Linked DNA regions of Ovis aries: region 2 is linked to region 1. The links are chromatin contacts, called in public Hi-C maps. All regions are on one chromosome and are shown on one strand. Each heading gives the region's core, a stretch centred on a gene start, on an enhancer-like site or on the middle of the called end of the contact. The rest is flanking DNA. Distances are from core to core; before and after follow the strand shown. Region 1 has its middle 81 kb from the start of TRNAC-GCA. Region 2 holds the start of SPRED1 (sprouty related EVH1 domain containing 1).

Region 1 (3,742 bases), core at 872-3,371:
AGGAGCCTGGCATACTACAGTCCATGGGGTCACCGAGTGGGACACAACTTAGTGACTGAACAACAAAAACAGTGCCCACCTGGCTAAATAGACAGGAAGGAACAATTTGAAGAGTTTCAACTCTCAGGGATGATATCCACATCAAGACAAAAATGCAACTCAGAATAATAGCCAAGCAGGGCCACATGATAAGAAATAAAGTTGAGGACAATTGTATGTTGGGCATTCTGTACCCTGACACAAACATCTTTAAACTGGACTTTATATTTCTCAACACCTAACTGTGTGTGTGTGTGTGTGTGTGTGTGTGTGTGTTTAGGAAGTTGAGGGAGTTGAGGGGAACATCCATTTGTTTATGTCAATGTCGCTTCAGTGGTGTTTCCTGCAGATACCTGGAGATGTATTTGAAATAGGATGTTCTCTACTGTCTCATTTATGAGCTTCCTCATTTTGGTGGAAAAAAGTTACTGGGTTTTATTGAATGGTGAAAAAGTCAGGTATTCAAGCCCTCATAGGGCTTGAACTCAAGTTATAGGCCTAAACAAAGCCCCAAATAACAAGAATCATGGAGCTATATTTAGATCAATATATAAGAAACATGATACTCATCATACATAGCCACTGTGTCTTACTGTCCCACATCCATGGGATGTTCAAAGAATGAATGAAGAATCAGCTATGCACACTCCTTGCAAATATAAAATGTGATTCAAGCTTGCCAGTACTAACCATCCACTCAGGGAAAAAGAATGCCTCCTCCACCTCAGTGCCCTGCTCTGCTTCGGTCACTTCAGGAAACATTTGCAGCATGTCTGTGCTCTCAAAATGTTTTCCTGCTCCTTCTTTCAAACTTCTACCTAGCCAAGGGTCCCCAATACCCACCAAACTTCTATTTCTTATTTACATAGTAAGTGACAGAAAATGGCATCAAGTTAGTATTAATTCTTTGTATTCCACGTATGTGTTGCCCACTCATGATGGTCAGGCAATGCTCTGGGGACAGGGGAGGCCAGAATAAAAGACAGGGTCCTGTCCTCAAGAAGGTATATTCTTAGTGGAAACTGACAGACTATTAGCCCCAGTTATAATTGGTGCAAAGTCAACAAAAAACTGTGATCCTTTTACATTGACGTTTACTGCAGATTCAGGCCCATACATCTTACACAAGTGCTCACCTCCAATTTAGAAAGAATCCTGCTAGCACCCAGAGCTTTATGGTAGCAGTTATCTGGCCTTTTGTTATTCATTTTAACAGATGAAAAATATTAAACTCAGGCTACCTGGGTCTTCCCAGGGCCACACAGTTGTCTCAATGGAGGAAACAGGGAAATCTTAGAGAATAATCCTAGCACTAAAATAGCAGTCGCATCCAAGAACGTCAACGTTTTCAGGTTACGTCGTTTTACATCTACATTTTATATTTTACTGTGACCAATTCTGGACCTGCGACATAGCCCACTACACCTCTGAGAAAATGGAAAACCGGGAGCAATGACCTCAAAAACAACTTCCTCCTTCAAACGCAATTTCTTGTCCGCCTAAACCTTTACAGCAGGGCAGGTGGTGTGAGTTTTACCAAAGAGTCTTTCAAAGCAGGAACGCTGGCCTGCAGGTCAGCCTGGATGTTGTTCAAACTGGGTTCCACCCACGGTGAAAACCAATCTGTTTATGGGTGCTTCTTTACGATGTTACAGAATGTCTGCGAGAGACGGGGCTCCAGTTCCCGCCTGCTCTCTAAGTCGCCCGCCCCACAAAGGTGCACACACTAACACGCTCGAGACAGAAAAAAAGCTGGATGGGCCTTCCCTCCTCCCCGGCCTGCAATGAAATGCGCTTTAATTGCATCAAAGGGCTCTTCTCAATGGGGTTTCAGAGCCGCGAGAGCAGCGTTCCCGGCGAGGGCTCCTTTCCGGCTTGCCAGCATTCCTCTGCTCGGCGAAGGGAAGGGGACGGGGCTCCTTCGGGAGGCCCGCAGGCTTATTTCCATTCCGCTCGCATACAGCCTCCGTTGTGCGATCTGGGCCTGCCGAGGGCAGCTTTGGCTGCCCGCGAACAAAGCCCCATTCATCGCCAGGGCCGGCTTCCTCCCGGCCGCGCGGCCGCAGATGGGCTGCGCCGGCACGCCATCCAGAGACCCGGGCGCGCGGCCCGCTTGGGCGCGCACAGGCCCGGATTCAGGAGGCCGGCTCTCGCCAGGGCCACCGCGGCTTCTATTTGGGCAGACTCTGCAGTGAGGATCTGCCGATCCCCGGTTCCACTTCAGGGCGCGGGATCAGCGGACACCGAGTCTTTTCAGCGTGGAAATTCTCAGTTTGCTCACGGCTCGTTCAGAACCGAGCTGTCAGTTTCCACGGCCCTCCCCGCCCCCACTCCCCCCGCCCCCGGCTCCGCCACCCCTGCCCCTCGGGATGGTACGGCCCAAAGTTCCCCGAGTTGTGAGAGGACTTTGTTTCTCGTCCGCGGCCTCTGAAATCCCGACGAAAGGGTCACTTCCTGACTTTTGTGTCTCTTCAGTCCAGCGCCCGGAACGTTCTTACCCTCTTGTTGTGACTGGAAGTACATCATTGCAGGCCTTCTCCGTTAACTTTTTTTCAGAACTTAAACATTCCTCTAGGCTGAAGTTTGGAACTATGGCTTCACAACAAAGACCACTGTTTCTCCTCCCCCGTCTCACCCCTGGCAAAAAGGAAAACAGAAAAGAAAACGCACTTGTTCACTACCCCTGTTTACAGCTGTGAAGCACATTTCCTCTGTCCCACACGTTAGACCAGCAACAGGTTAATGCCACGGAGAGCTCTAACGTCAAATAAAAGGGTTTCAAGCCTCTTTTCCCTTAATTCCCAGGCAGTTGGAGGGTGTGGAGTGGGAGGTGGGTGGGGGAGCTGGGGCTTGATTCCTAGTCCACAATCTAAAGCACAAACAGGCTCCAGAGCCACATTCCTATGGAGTAGATGAAACGATGGCAGAATCAAAGACCACCAGATATAGGAAGACTTATCAACTCTAATCCATTCATTTCACAGATAAGAGGCAGATAAGATCTGGGAGGGGAAATGAAGTGCCCACACTCAAAAGGAAGCTGGTTCATCTTAGTAAAAATTGCCCTCAATCAAACTTGCAAAATAACCCTAAAAATAATTTTCAACAAGAAAATTTCCAAGAAAAATTATTGTTCAAAAAGACATATTTGATGTCTTTTTTTCCCTGTGTATCAGAAAAGGCCTCCCTTGTGTTGGTGGAGGAAAGGTGAGAACCTGGGATTGAAATGAGGTTTAGAAGGGAATCTTCAAGTGTTTTCAGAAAGAATGCTCCCTGTGTTTTTTTTTTGCTCCCTGCATTTTGAATACTGCTGACCTCCCTCCTTAAAGTAAAATATTGCATCCTTGATGTGGTTTAAAAAACACAACAAAATAAAAACTCACCACTTTAAGACTTTTCCTCTTGCTGGAAAAAAACCTTCAGCATGTTCAAATGGTGATAGGGTTACTTTGCAGTGGTTGGTTGTGAAGGTACAAAGGAATCAGAATATGTGAGAGAGAGAGTGTGTGTGGGTGTACGCTTGTGGTGTTCCAGGCACCGTTCTAAGCACTTGACATTACCTCATTTGATCCTCACAGTAACCTCTGAGGTTTGCTATTAACCTTATTTGAATTTTACAGAAAAAGAAATCAAGGCTGAGAGAGTAACTTTAACAAGATCTCAAGGATGTTAAGTGTCCAAGCAGGGCAGTCTGTTGCCTGAA
Region 2 (3,742 bases), core at 765-3,264, 180 kb after region 1:
TGTCTAGCAAAGCGTGGTACATGGAAGAAAACCGATGGTTTTCTGTTATAGGAATCAACTGGCTACTGAACACTTTACACTGAACTTTCAGAGCAACTGCTACCACCTTGTCGTGGAGTTTATTATTCTCTCTGTTTTACAAAATCATGGTAAAAGTGAGACTTACTGAGTTCTAAGTCTGTTCTAAGTGCTTTCTGTATATTATCACCTCATTAATCGGTACAGCTACTCTAGGAATTAGGTACTATTAGCCCGATTGACACAGGCACAGAGTTTAAGGAACTTGCCTGGAACACAAACTGTCTAGAACACAAATTAAAATTGATGGGACTTGATTAAAATCGGAGCTGCCAAAGTGGTGAGCAGTGGCACTGGAAGGAGAGCAGGGTAGTACCAATACCCGCAGTTACAAGTTCCTTGCAGAAACAAGACCAAAAACGCAGGTTCAGAGGTAACAGAGATAACCTCTGACTATGGAGGATCCCCTTATCTCTTCCTGTAATCAACACAGCCCGTTCCTTGCTCTGAGAAAGAAGCAAGAGTTACATAAAGAAACCTTAGAAATCAATAGGGTAGTTTTCTGGGCAGACTGACTCTACTCCTTTATTCCCCCAAACGTTTATTAAACACCTACTATGTCCAAACAGGCTTCCCTGGTGGCTCAGCAGTAAAGAGCCCGCCTGCCACGACAGGAGATTGGGATTCCATCCCTGAGTCAGAAGTTCCTCTGGAGAAGGAAATGGCAACCCACTTCAGTATTCTTTTTGCCTGGGAAATCCCATGGACAGAGGAGTCTGGTGGATTACAGCCCATGGGGTCGCAAAGAGTCGGACACGACTTTGTCACTAAAATAACAACGTCCAAAACACTGTTAGTAGGCTGGTGTGGGGCTCCTGAGAACAGCGACCGTGACACTTTCTGGAGAAAGCAAGAGGAGTGCTGGTTTGTTGAGTTCTCCCACTTTCTTCTTCCTCAGGAACTGTCCTACCCTTCAAGGTGGCAGGAGCAACGACCTTCATTCTCAGGTTGCATAAACCTAAGAATGACAGACGAGCACTGCATACAGAGCTGGACTGATATCTAGGGAGATGCGTCACACACCTGGGACTCAGTCCCCCAGGCCAGATCATGTACAGGCTGGCTTTCTAGGTAGAGGAGGGATAATAGAATTTGCAGACAGGAACTCTGAGTCCTCCGGTCCCGCAGACGTCGACTCCAGCCCGCAACCCCAGCAGGTTTCTGTGCAAAAACCGTTTGAGCTGAATGCACACACTGCCCTCTAACAATGCAAACGTGACAGCTGCCTATTAAATAATCGTTCCGCCTCCGTTTAGAGCAGTTCGTGCGTGCCACAGAGGCATCTTCTGCGCTATAGTTATGCAACCTCACTCGCAGCGGGAGTTATTTCCTGTGCTTCTGGCTGCGCCAGATTCTTGTAACACGCCTACCCAGGGCTTCAATGGGAGTCGTTCTCCATTAACAACCAGTCTAGCTTTCAGAGATGAATGCCCCGCGCAGCATACCCCTTGCGCAGTAAGAATCCAAGATACTAAAACTCTCTTCTCGCTCTTTCTCTCTCATACACACACACTCTGGGCATGCAGCTAGGAGACTGCAGCAGTGCAACCAGAGGGACAGCAGGCGGAGCTCTCTTTGTACAGTCCCTCTCTCCAACCCCCACCAACTAAAGATGAACTCATGCCAGTTCCATTCTTTGCAAGGAAAACACACACACACACACACACAAACACATAGCAGAACAGAGAGGCCTCCAGTTTCCTCCGGGAGCACACTGTCACTCTAGCTTTTCTGTTCAAACAACCAGCATATTCCAAAGCAAGTAACGGGGAGCAGCACGCCGCAACAATGCAACCTCCCGAGCGGCTCCCCGTGCAGCTCCCACCCCCGCCCCCTTTCGCGGCGTGCCAAGAGTTTGGAGCGCGCGCACGCACACGAGCACGGTGCCTGCGTATCCCTCCGCCTCCCTCCTCCTCTCCCAGCTCGGTGGCTCGACAACGATTTGGGAAATGAAGGGAGGAGGAACTACTTTCCTGAAACTTGCTATGCTGCACACGACTTCGAGTTGCAGTGATTCGTCCGGAGGTCGCAGCTTTTAGTCCTCCTACCTACACGCCCTCTCAGTCCGGGCACCCCGCGCGGCAACCCCGCCCCGTACCCGCTCTGGCCCTCAGGGAAGCCGGCGGCCTGCAGAAATCGCCAGGGACTACTTCGCCTCCTTCTCCCGCGGGCGCCCCTGGTTCGGGCAGCGGCGGCGGCGGAAGGAGCGGGCGGCGTGAGCGCTTCCGCCGCCCCCCTCGCGGCTCCCCTCTGGCGAGCGTGAGGAGCTGGCCCGCGGAGCTGCTGGTGGGCACCGTCTGGTGGGGCACCCGCGGCCGGTCTCCTCGCTCTCCCGCCTCTTCTCGGGACCCTGCCCCTCGGGCGTGCCGCTCTTCTCCGACCCGGGTGAGGACGATACGTTCGCCCGCCCCTGCCTCACACGCGCCCCGCCGCCCCCTCCTCCCCCTTCTGGAGTCGTCCCGGCCGGAGCGTGTCTGGAGGAATCCGCCGCCGTGAGGCCCCTCGCCCGCTTCTGCTCGTCCGGAAGGACCGGCCCGATCGCCGCCCGGGGCTGAGCGGGCAGCCGGCGGCGAGGCGGGAGATGGTGGGGTGGGCTCCGGCAGGACCGCGTCGCCGCCGCCCGGAGCCTGGCCTCGGCACCCCCCCGCCGGCCCCCACCAAGCGGATCCTTGCTTCCTTCTCGCCGCATCCCTGAGGGAAGCGCCGCCTCTGCTCCTGGGTTCTCAGCCCGCCTGCCTGCTCCTTCCTGGCCGGACCCCGCCGCGCTCCACCCGTGGCCCGAGGAGACGGTCTCCAGTCCACCTTCGCAGCCCCCCCTTCCTTTTTTGCTTGGCTCCCACCCTCCCCGGCCTCCTCGGATCCTTTGGCTGGACGCTGAGGCGGGGGAAGAGGCTGGGGTCGCCACGGTGGAGGTTGTCGCCGCCACCCCCCTGCGGGGGTGGCCGGGGTTCCCGGCTGGGGGGGCACCATTCCGGGTGAGGCATCCACCATGGTGAGGCCCCTGAGCCGCTGCCCCCGCGCCCCCCCGGCCGCCGCTGCCTCCTGCCCCTCAGTGCTGCTGCTGCTCCTCTGCCTGCTGTTGCTCCTCCATCTCCAGATCGGATCGCGGTGAGGGAAAGATGAGCGAGGAGACGGCGACTTCTGACAACGAGTAAGCACCTCACTGATTTTGATTACTAACTACCCCCCCCCCCCCCGCCCCATTTTTCCTCGTCACCCTCCCAGACCTCCTCGGGGACTTGGGTCCTTGCAACCGTGGAGAGTTTGAGTGCATCTTGTTCTGGAGAAAACATTTGATTTCTTTAGCCATTTTATTTAATGGCAGGAACCCCGGACCCCCACCGCCAGCATTTAGTTGCTTTCTTCTGGAGAAGGTATTGAATTTGGCCTGGGATGGCAATTGTTTGTCCATGAGATGGAATAATATGGATGGATGGAGGAGGGGTAGCAATTATCCCACCCAGTGCCTGGAAGACCTCTGGCCTGTCCTTTTTCACTTTAGCACACCAATCAACATACCTTAAATATCCATTTTGCCTCCTTTATAGCTGTTTCACTTGGAAACTAATGGGTGGGAGCACCTCCTGCATCAAACTGCACTTGAATCTTAATTCGATGAGTCAGTGTTTCTTAAATACCGATTAAGCCTCCCCCCGCCCCTCAC

What was found. Hi-C and Micro-C count contacts between places; a contact is called where the count stands out from the background.
Region 2: a Hi-C map of hypothalamus shows a contact between it and region 1, with 6 times the contacts expected there. The contact joins the promoter of SPRED1 here to the enhancer-like site in region 1. A contact is called at or near these places in 3 of 16 Hi-C or Micro-C datasets (hypothalamus, muscle and tail adipose tissue).

Annotation. Positions count from the first base shown.
Region 1 is chr7:31,864,455-31,868,196 of ARS-UI_Ramb_v3.0, forward strand. No RefSeq gene overlaps it. Among named protein-coding and RNA genes, the nearest start is that of TRNAC-GCA, 81 kb to the left of the region's middle. Within about 2 kb of position 2,122, at least 42 of the 54 cell types and tissues checked have an H3K27ac peak or open chromatin away from gene starts, as enhancers often do. A contact at or near this core is called in hypothalamus and tail adipose tissue, where this site is marked.
Region 2 is chr7:32,047,926-32,051,667 of ARS-UI_Ramb_v3.0, forward strand. It overlaps SPRED1 (sprouty related EVH1 domain containing 1), which reads left to right and starts at 2,015. Exons shown (of 7, transcript XM_027971661.3): 1 at 2,015-3,229. The coding sequence starts at 3,198.